Regions from separate parts of the Mus musculus genome. Here region 2 is linked to region 1. A link is a contact called in public Hi-C data. All regions are on one chromosome and are shown on one strand. The core of a region is the stretch at or near the end of the contact, and the rest is flanking DNA. Distances in the headings are between cores, read along the strand shown.

Region 1 (4,860 bases), core at 710-3,209:
ACCCTCTTCTGGCCTCTGTAGGTACCAGGGAGCACACATGGTACACAGATATGCATATAGGCTAAAATCCACATAATTAAGCAATAATTTTTTAAATTATAATATTCAAAATAAAAAGAAGGAAGGAAGTTAGTGGAGCTGATGGGGGAGGGGAGGGTGGAGTTTGCACAGGATGGTGGCATAGACCCAGAGATGGGTAGGAGGAAAGAGAAAGGACACATATAAGGTACCCTCTCATTGATCCTGGGGCAAAGCAGGGAGCACTCATGCCCTAAACTCTATGGGAAAACATCTCAAATTTCAGGTAAAGGTTTTGGGCTATGGGATTCACACAAAATGACATGTGTAGACCCGGAGGGAGAAGAGTGACACCAGGGAGTCTATTATGGAAGTCACAGTGCCTGGGAGAGCCTCGCCTTCTGGGAGATCCACAGATACCTGAGAGAAATCAGACCTCCCCAGGAGTGAAGAATAAAAGACAAGACAATTAATTCAGTTTCATGGGATTTCAGCCAGAGCTTGGCTCTTCCTATACATTAAGAAAGAAATGCTTTGCTATGTGCAATTACTACCCAAAGTCCTGAGACATAGATCTATTCCCTTCCCCCACCAACAGAAGTCAGTTAAAAACAGGGGCTCTCAGGGAGTAACTGATACTTTCATAATTTATGGCTTGGTTTCCTGGTATGTACTTATGTACTATCCTCCTCTCTCTCTCTCTCTCTCTCTCTCTCTCTCTCTCTCTCTCTCTCTCTCTCTCTCTCACTATTATCAACTTGGTGATTTCCTCTCCACAGAGAGAGGCACCCTTGTGGGTTTTTCCTGTGATCTCCTAAGTTTCTCCCTAGTGGTCCAGGACTTCACCAATGGAAAAGTCACAGACACACCCTTGCCCCCATTAGGCCTGAGCACTCACATCTCTAGATTCCTTCCTTCTTACATCTGGAACATCACTGACCTTTCTGCTGAAGCGTGGTCCCTGTCCTCAACACAGGCCCAAACCTGAAGTAGTCTGAGAAGTAGCTGCTGATTCAGGGTTCAAACTGGGACACACAGAACAGAGCTAGAGCTAGTCAAGGCTCTATTCTCAAAATGCAAAGGAAAACACCACTCTTCAGTCCAGGACAAGGACGGAATTAATGGCTGGCAGAAAAGAAGGAGTTTTCTGAGCATCTCCATAGAGCCTGCTGATATGGACCTGTGAAGTGCCTTCCACAGCTGCAACAGAGCGAAGGCTCCCCAGAGAAGAGAAGCCTTTATGTGGAGGCTCCGGTCATTCTTCAGAACACAGCTCTTCCCTTTTCTTCCTTCTGGGGGAACTCCTAGCCCACACCCTGGCTACTTTGAAATAGAACAGGTAACCAGAGCCTGCACAAGCTTGGGGGACACTGGGGAAGTGGGAAGGACAGTCCCTCTGCACAGGAGACACTCAGTGAGTGACAATCAGCAGTTTCCCACTGTCCAGATGGTGACATTTAACTAGCCAAAGACTGGTACAAAGTCCCAGGCACATGAATCCCTGTTGGAACTTGGCTTTCCCTTGAAGGCGTCACTTACTTTTCTGATGACCAATTTAGCAACTGTCTGTCACTCTTTTGGCATGCTTGTACTTTTAAGGAATGTTGGGTGCCAGAGATGAAGACTCAAACAGGTAAAGAAACGTCCTTGCCTGGCCCCCATCCCCAGTACAGAGGATCAAATCCATGGCCTCTTATATTTGGGTAACCCATCTACCATCGAGCACCTCCCCAACCCTTTGACCCTTCATTATGAAAGAAGAAGAATAAAGAGGTAGTTTTTTTTACATAAAGGGAAACACGTCTGAGACTGGAAGGGATCTAGTGAGCTGATACCCTCCTACTTCTGCCTCCTGCATGATAGGATCATAGCCATGGCCACCACCCTCAGAGTTACCTTCACTAGTGCCTATAAAACAGGAAGCATGCTATGCAGCTCCCTCTGGGGGTGCCCTGAGGAACACAGTATGACCATGAAAAGCACCCAGGAGCTGTAAACCAGGCATGAAGCAAGTTCATCTTCCCAGGATGGGTGCTCCACCCACAGGGCCTGTCTGCAACATGGCTTGAAAATGCAACTCCAGCTTCCCTTTTCTGGAAACTGTCTCCCACTCTGTGGCTTCTCCTGCCCACTACATGCACTATGTGGCTAGATAGTTTTTTGTCTGCTGCCGTGTCCACCAAGCAAGCATCGGTTCATTACACTCCCTTGCGAGATCAATAAGTTCATCTTCCGCTGTAGTGATACAGTACTGTCATTTATGGGTGGCTGAGGGCTGCTTGCCCGAAGCTCCTTTTTCACTTCATGATAAATTATTCCAGATGCTTTTTTTAACCTGAGAGCTTCCGGGGCACCTCAAGAAGTAAAATGCAGAGCTCTGTTTCTGTTGCTTCAAACACAGGCAGTTGAAAACATGGGCTTATTGAGAAGACCCAGTTAGCTCCTCCTCCCCCTGAGTGGCAAGCACAGTGCTTTGTTCTGTGTTCCGCCCCAGAACAGTGGCTGGCAGCACTCAGTAAGTACTGTTTACCAGGGTTTTGTGTGGATGCTGGGAATTGAACCCAGAACCTCATACATGCTAGGAGAGTGCATTATCAGTGAGCTTCACCTCACCTCCCATTGTCAGAACCAAGAAGACTCAGGAAGGCTCTGTTTGCCTCAGAGGTGTTCGTAAGAACTCAGAGGACCAGATAGGACACTCTCTGAAGGCAAGGGAAGATGGTTTTGACGGTTTGGACCTAATTGGTAAGGGTCTGGCTCCAGGGAAAAGCTGATCCAAATGACCACGGAAAGGAAAAAAAAAATCCCTCTTGTCTTTTTAAAGTGTTATTTATTTTATGTAGTTAGGTGTGTTTTTTTTCCCTACCCCTTTGTTTGTGAATAATGTTCATGCAGTGCTCTTGAAAGCCAGAATGGGGTATCAGATCCCCTGGAATTAGGTTAAGGACAGTTCTAAAGCATCTAAAGTGCTGGGAATTGAACCTGGGTCCTTTGAAAGAACATCTAAATGATCTTAATCGCTGAGCCATTTCTCCAGACTACCCTCATTTCTCAAAGGCTCATCTCTGAATAGTAGAAAATGCCCTGAAATACTCACAGGGTCATTTCTCATAGGGAGATCACACATTTTGTTCCCCTTAAAGACCTTTTTTCCCCTAAAGTTACATTCATTACATGCTTAACAAAATGGCTAAGTTGAAAACTCAGAAAATATGAAAAGGGAGTAAGTTAGTGAACAACTGGAATGCATGGTTACTACTCTGTGGGATGTAATAGTAGGGCAGTTTTTGGGAACTGATACTGTCTATTGCTTAGAAGAAATGTGTATATAAGTAACAGCTAATGTTTACGAACCACCTGGATGTAAAACAGTAAAATAAAAGAGGTAGCTATGCTTTATTCAAATAACAGAATACCATATAACAATGAGATTTTATATATAAAATCATATGTAACCATATTAACAAAACTCAAGACAATGAATAGGGGCTGGAGAGATGGCTCAGTGTTTAAAAGCACTTGCTCTTGCAGAGAAACCAGGTTTGACTCCCAGCAAGCACACAGTGGCTCACAACCATCTGTAACTCCAGTTCTAGGGGACCTAATACTCTCACCTGACCTCTGTGATCTCTATCTAGGCACAGACATGCCACACAGACTTACATGCAGGCAAAACTGTCATATACATAAAATAAGCAAATCTCTAAAAATCTCAAAAAAAAAACCAAAAACCATGGAGGAAAGAAGATAGTCGTTAAACATTTTCCTTGAGATTCAATTTACATAAAGGTCAAATATAGACCGAACAAATCTATTTTGGTAAACAGGAGAAGGTTGTCTGTACCCACGGGCCTGGGAGAGGGCATGACTTTAGGATCGATGATACTTGTGTTGTCTCCATCTGATACAAGGACGGGTTCATCTTATAAAACTTCTGCTTTGAAGATGGCCTAGTCGGCCATCATTGGGAAAAAAAGGCCCCTTGGTCTTTCAAACTTTATATGCCCCAGTACAGGGGAATGCCAGGACCAAGAAGTGGGAGTGGGGTGGGTAGGGGATCAAGGGGTGGGTATAGGAGACTTTTGCGATAGCATTTGAGATGTAAATGAAGAAAATATCTAATAAAAAAAATAAAAAACAATAAAACTGCTTTGTGCTGACCTCTAAACTGTGACCTCTAAACAGGTGTCATTGAATACCAACAGGTTATTTCATCTACAGAAAATGCTTTTCCTAGTTTTTAAGGAGGGAGCTTGTCTTACACAGTAATGACTAGCCACTTTATAGTGGCTTCTATGCAGCAGCAACAGCAAGTCCTGGCCAAAGCAGGTGCTGTGATTGTCATCCCTTCAGTGCAGGGATGAACACTTCCCGGCATCCTAAGTCTCACAGGTCTCACAGAACCTGGATGACCAGCCTTGTCTGGTATTCAATGACACCTGTCTAGAGGTCACAGTTTAGAAGTCAGCACAAAGCAGAAGTTTTATTGTTTTCTAAATTTTTATTAGATATTTTCTTCATTTACATTTCAAATGCTATCCCAAAAGTCTCCTATACCCACCCCCTGCTCCCCTACCTTGTCTGTGGCTTTAATCAGTATAGAGCCAAGCCTTTGGGACCCATTTGGAAGCAGGCTCAGGTCCACCCTCCCTCCTCAGGCACCTGTATCCATGTAGCAAGCCCATCAGGCTGTTCTTAGCTCAGCTTACAGTACCACTAGCTGGACCTCTCTGTTCCCTAGCATGCAGAACTCTGACCATAAGGAGTATCACAAATAAAAGGACACCAGAGAATCTTTGAGAGAGGACTGTCTTTGTTTAAGGTTGGATCACGTGCTGTTTG
Region 2 (4,860 bases), core at 1,631-4,130, 190 kb before region 1:
GACTCTAGGGATTGAAATTTTTTCTTCCCTTGCTTCTTCAATGACTCATTGCTCACTTTCCTAGAATGTGTGTTGGTTTTGTTGCTGTTACTTTTTAATTTTAGTTTTATTCTACTATGGTATAATGCAGTGCAAGCGTTTTCAAATGTTCCTTTGATGGATAAGGATTGTTTTGTGGTTTATAATGTGCGTTGTCTTGTTTTGTTTTATTTTTCATTAATTAATTTATTCATTCACTTTACATTCTGACCACAGCCTCCCTTCCTCCCAGGCCCCTCCTCACATAGCCCCTTCCCTATTCCTCCTCTGAATAGGGAGAGCCGCTCTGGATATCACCCCACCCTGGCACATCAAGTTACTGCACATCCTCTCCCACTGAGGCAAGACAAGGCAGCTCAGTTAGGAGAACAGGATCCACAGGTAGGCAACAGATTCAGGTTAGTTTTAAAAAAGATTCTATGGCTAAAGGAGAATAATGTATACTTTGTATCTTTTAGATGGACCAGTCTGTTTGATACCTCTTAAGTCCAGTTGATACCTGACATGTTTTAATTGTGAAGTTTTTTTGCTTACTTTTAGTTTGGAAACTCCTAGTTTCATTTTTGTTCCTGTAATTTTAAAAAATACCCCTCTTTCTCCCTCTCTCCCTCCCCCCCTCTCCCTCTCTCCCCCCTCTCTGAGTGTGTGTGTGCCTCCGTCTCTGTCTCTCTCCCTCTCTCACACACAACCACTTAGAGAGAAAAGGGTTTGTATTTCAGCTTAAAATTCTAGGTTGCAGTCCATCATTTTGGGAGAGCCAAGACAACAACTCAAACAGCAAGTCAAATTAAAACTACAGTTGAGGGGAGAGAAAAATGAATGCACACATACCTGCTGGTTCTCAGCTCATTTTCCCACTCTTAAACAGATCAGGAACCCTGCCAAGGGGATGGTACCACTTACAGTGGGCTGGGTCTTCCTACATCAATTAACTTACATAAGATATTCTCTACAGGCTTGCCCAAAGTTGTTGACACTCCATGTTGACAGTCACTCATCTGGACTCTCCTCTCAGGTCATGTTGACCCTAGACTTTATTAGGTTGGCAATTAAAGCTGACCATCCCAGAGACCTATCTAAGGATGAGACTAGACATGGTGTCACAGTCTTTAATCTCAGCATCCAGAGGCAGAGGCAGGAGAACTTAACCCTAACCCTAACCTGTGGACCTTTGTGAGTTTGAGGCCAGTCTGATCGAATAGCAAGTTATAGTCCGGCAAGACTTCATGGTGAAACCCTATCTGGCAAAACCAAACCAAACCAAACCAAACAAAAAAGATTTGAGTGGGAATTATTGACATCTTCCACTATTGTTGTACCTGGATCGGTTTTTTGTGCATTTTAAGGTTTCTTAATGAACATGAGCCCTAGTATTTTTGTGTAGTTATCCTATTTTCTTCTTTCTTAGGTCATCTCTTGTTTTTATATGTTTAAAAAGCTATGGCGTTTTTGTTTTTTGGTTTTTGCATGTTGCTTTTGTATACAGTTATTTTGCTAAAAATGTTTATCAGATCTAAGAGTATTGTGGTAGTGTCTCTATTATTTGCTCCTGAAGAATTGTCCTTTCAGTAACGTTACAGTGATCTGATTTATCTCTTCTGGCTATTTTTGGTTTGAAGGTTTCAACTCAACTTTATCAGGTATGAAGATGGTTCTAACAGTTTTGTTTTAGCTTCCATTTGCTTAGTAGATTGATTTCTATCCTTTGACTCTTAGTTTATGAAGTCTTAGTTAGGGTTTCTATTGCTGTGATAAAACATGACAGATAAAACAACTTGGGAAAGACAGGTTTTATATCAGCTTATAGCTTGTAGTTCATTTTCCAGGGAAGTCAGGGCAGGAACTCAAGGCAGGAACCTGGAGACAGGAACTGAAGCAGAGGCTGTGGAGGAGCGCTGCTTACTGCCTTGTTCTCTCCATGGCTTGATTAGCCTGATTTCCATAGCACCCAGGACCCCAGGACCTTAACTCCCTCCCCACTTCAATCACTAATTAAGAAAATGCACTACAGACTTGCTTTCAAGCCAGTATCATGGAGGCGTTTCCTTAACTGAGGTTTCCTCTATCTAACGACTCTAGGTTGTATCCTGTTGATGTCACAGTGGTTGACTTTGCCAGTGATGTGTGTTTCTTAGAATGGCCATTGTTCCCTGACAATTACTGGCTGTAGGACTTGGAAAAGTGGGCCCTGCACCTCACCAGGGCAGCACGGTACAGTCAACCCTGGCAGCAGAGGTGCAAGTGAGCCAGCCCTGTGGGTATGAGCATGGGAGAGCTGGCCCCACAACTTGTCTACTGTGGGGTGGCATGAGCAAGAAGGAGATGCCCTCCTCTTCCACCTTACCCCTCTCCACCTAAGGTAGAAGGGGAAGCTGGCCACAAGGCCATGAGAACAGGAGAGCTGGCCCTGCTCCTCACTAGCTATAACACTAAAGAAAGTGAGTCCTGTCCCTTGCCTGAGCAGCAGAATAGAGTTGGCTCTGCTGGTGTTGGTGTGGGTGAGCTTCAACGGCAGAGCTGGAAAGCTTGCTCTGGCTCTAGATGCCTGTGGCATTGGGTGAGTTAGCCAGGGTACTCCTGGAGAGCTTGCCCTGGTGGTGTGGGTGCAGGAGAGCTGGCATGCTGACCAACTTAGCTACCACCCAGGCCCAGATCCAGGGTTTTGAGTTAGCTCTATGCCATCTATGAACTGCTGGTATATGTGAAGGAGAGGGTACTACAGGCCCAAAGCTTCAAGATCTCCATGACATAGGACAACAGGAGGAGATTCTATATGAGAAGAGCCCTGGTGAGGATCCAGTATTGACAGTGTAACAGAAGCCAGAGGCCTTGAACCAGACCAATGACTCATTGCAATGAACATTTGCATATAAGGAAGTGTGGACAAAAGGGTATACTGTGGGACACACTGTGACACACTGCAGCTTCCAAAAATTTTTTTTCGGAGGCGGGTAGGTGACAAGGGTGGAGGGTGGATATGAAGAGATGGGAGATGAGTGGGACTGAGGTACATGATGTGAAATTCATAAACAATCAATAAAAAGTTAAAAAAATAAAAAAGGAATGACCAGTGATATGCCATAGACACAAACAGTAAATACCAATGTTAATAGCTTTTGTGGCTGATGAGCACTACTGGGAGGTGATACAACCTTAAGTACAACCTTTGATAGGTGGGGTCTAGTGTGAGAAAAGTTAGATAATTGAAGATTATTATTGAAGATGCACCCTTGAAGGAGCTTCTAGTACCTAAACTCTGCCCCACCATCCTGTGTGTGTGAGGGGTTCTCGCACGTGTGTGTGTGTGTGTGTGTGTGTGTGTGTGTGTGTAAGTTCTGGCCCACAGTCAGCTCTGATCAGACCCATCTCAGCATCTCCATCATTTTCAGGTGTTGATCCACACCGTTAACCATGGAGTTGTTCTCTCATCTTGCAGCTATGGTTCTTTCTAACTCATGGCTCTCACCATTCCTTCCAGCATACTTTTCTCAGATCACTATCCCCCACTGTTCTGGCTGTTTTGATCCTTAGTCCCAAAGGAGAGGAGGCAAAGCAAGAGAAAGTATGAAATCGTTTCTCAGTGGCACAGAGATGCCACTGAAAGGTGAAGTGCTTAGAAAGAAAGGATGTTCTATCATCATGAGAGAGAGCTGGCCAGGTGAGCAGGTGGGCAGAAGTCTTCCAGGGAAGAGCAGGGTACCTGTGTAGACATCCTCTGGCCCCTGGCTTAGGCTGTAGAAGAAACATCCTTGGGTGCCCTATAATTCCTAACTAGACATTTATTAAAAGACATTTCTGCTAGAAAACATGAGATATTACAACCAACCTTGCAGTCCCTTCCCAGAAATAAGGCATGTAGGAGACGCCATGTTTTTGTTTGTTTGTTTGTTTGTTTGTTTCTGGGATGGATGAGTGTTGCCCATGTGAAAAACCCTGTATTTGTCTTAATACTACCAACTATAGAAAACCAAATCCAACAACCAAAGTTGTAACTGGAAAGAAAAGTCTAAGACCAGAAGCCCTGTGGGAATAGGAATATCATGTAAGAACTCAAAAGTCAGCAAAATCTCTTCAAACAAGCTTAGGTTCAAGTAGTAGAACTTTCTGGAGAAATCCTGGCTGTGCATGCTGGCCTGAGCCCATCTATACTTATGGGACACACAGAGCTCCCAAAGTAGGAATAGTAGAGCAATTGGTTTTTATTTAGTAAATTCAATATGTTGTTTAGATCCTTGCTAAATGCTTTTCTCAGATCTCTGAATCTCTGAGCTTTTCACAGGCCACAGTCCTATCCTGGGCTGACAGTCTTCCTATGACACTGGAAGATACGGAAGTTCACAGCCATGTCAGGAAGTGTGTGTGATACAGCTGAGAACGGCATTCTCTGACTTGGCTTCTCAGAGAGGAATTTCAGCCAAGGTTCTCCTAGGGATACCCAAGAGTCTACCGACACCCTGTGCCTCTCCCCCGGAATCTCTCCTATCAGAGTGCAGGCTCACTATATGCTACCCTCATGACAACAAACTCAGAGGAAATCAAAGTATAAAACAAACCATTAAAACAAGTTAAAAAATATTTTCCCTAATTGGAGAGATGGCTCAACTTGGATAATAGTCCTTGTTGCTCTTCCAGAGGACTGGAGTTCCAGGTTCTCGCGTATGTGGCTAACAACCACCTGTACCTACAGTTACAGGGGATCAGACCCCCCTCCCTGGCCCTACAAGTACTGCATGTGCATGTACCTACAAGTAGGTAAACTCACACACTAGATATTAAATTTTTTTTCTAAAAATGAAAAAAAAACACAACAAACAGAAAAAA

Evidence for each region. Hi-C and Micro-C count contacts between places; a contact is called where the count stands out from the background.
Region 2: a contact with region 1 is called in a Hi-C map of bone marrow-derived macrophages, with 33 read pairs. The contact joins two enhancer-like sites. A contact is called at or near these places in 2 of 15 datasets of contacts at CTCF or cohesin (large pre-B cells and pro-B cells), 7 of 484 Hi-C or Micro-C datasets (B cells, DN3 thymocytes, bone marrow-derived dendritic cells and 4 more), 4 of 115 datasets of contacts at active chromatin or transcription factors (the 230-238 cell line, CD8 T cells, effector CD8 T cells and 1 more) and 1 of 9 other capture datasets (embryonic stem cells).

What each region holds. Positions count from the first base shown.
Region 1 is chr13:30,579,885-30,584,744 of GRCm38.p6, reverse strand. No RefSeq gene overlaps it. Among named protein-coding and RNA genes, the nearest start is that of Gm35109, 33 kb to the left of the region's middle. Within about 2 kb of position 1,959, at least 26 of the 459 cell types and tissues checked have an H3K27ac peak or open chromatin away from gene starts, as enhancers often do. A contact at or near this core is called in bone marrow-derived macrophages, where this site is marked.
Region 2 is chr13:30,767,456-30,772,315 of GRCm38.p6, reverse strand. No RefSeq gene overlaps it. Among named protein-coding and RNA genes, the nearest start is that of Irf4, 21 kb to the right of the region's middle. Within about 2 kb of position 2,880, at least 3 of the 459 cell types and tissues checked have an H3K27ac peak or open chromatin away from gene starts, as enhancers often do. A contact at or near this core is called in bone marrow-derived macrophages, where this site is marked.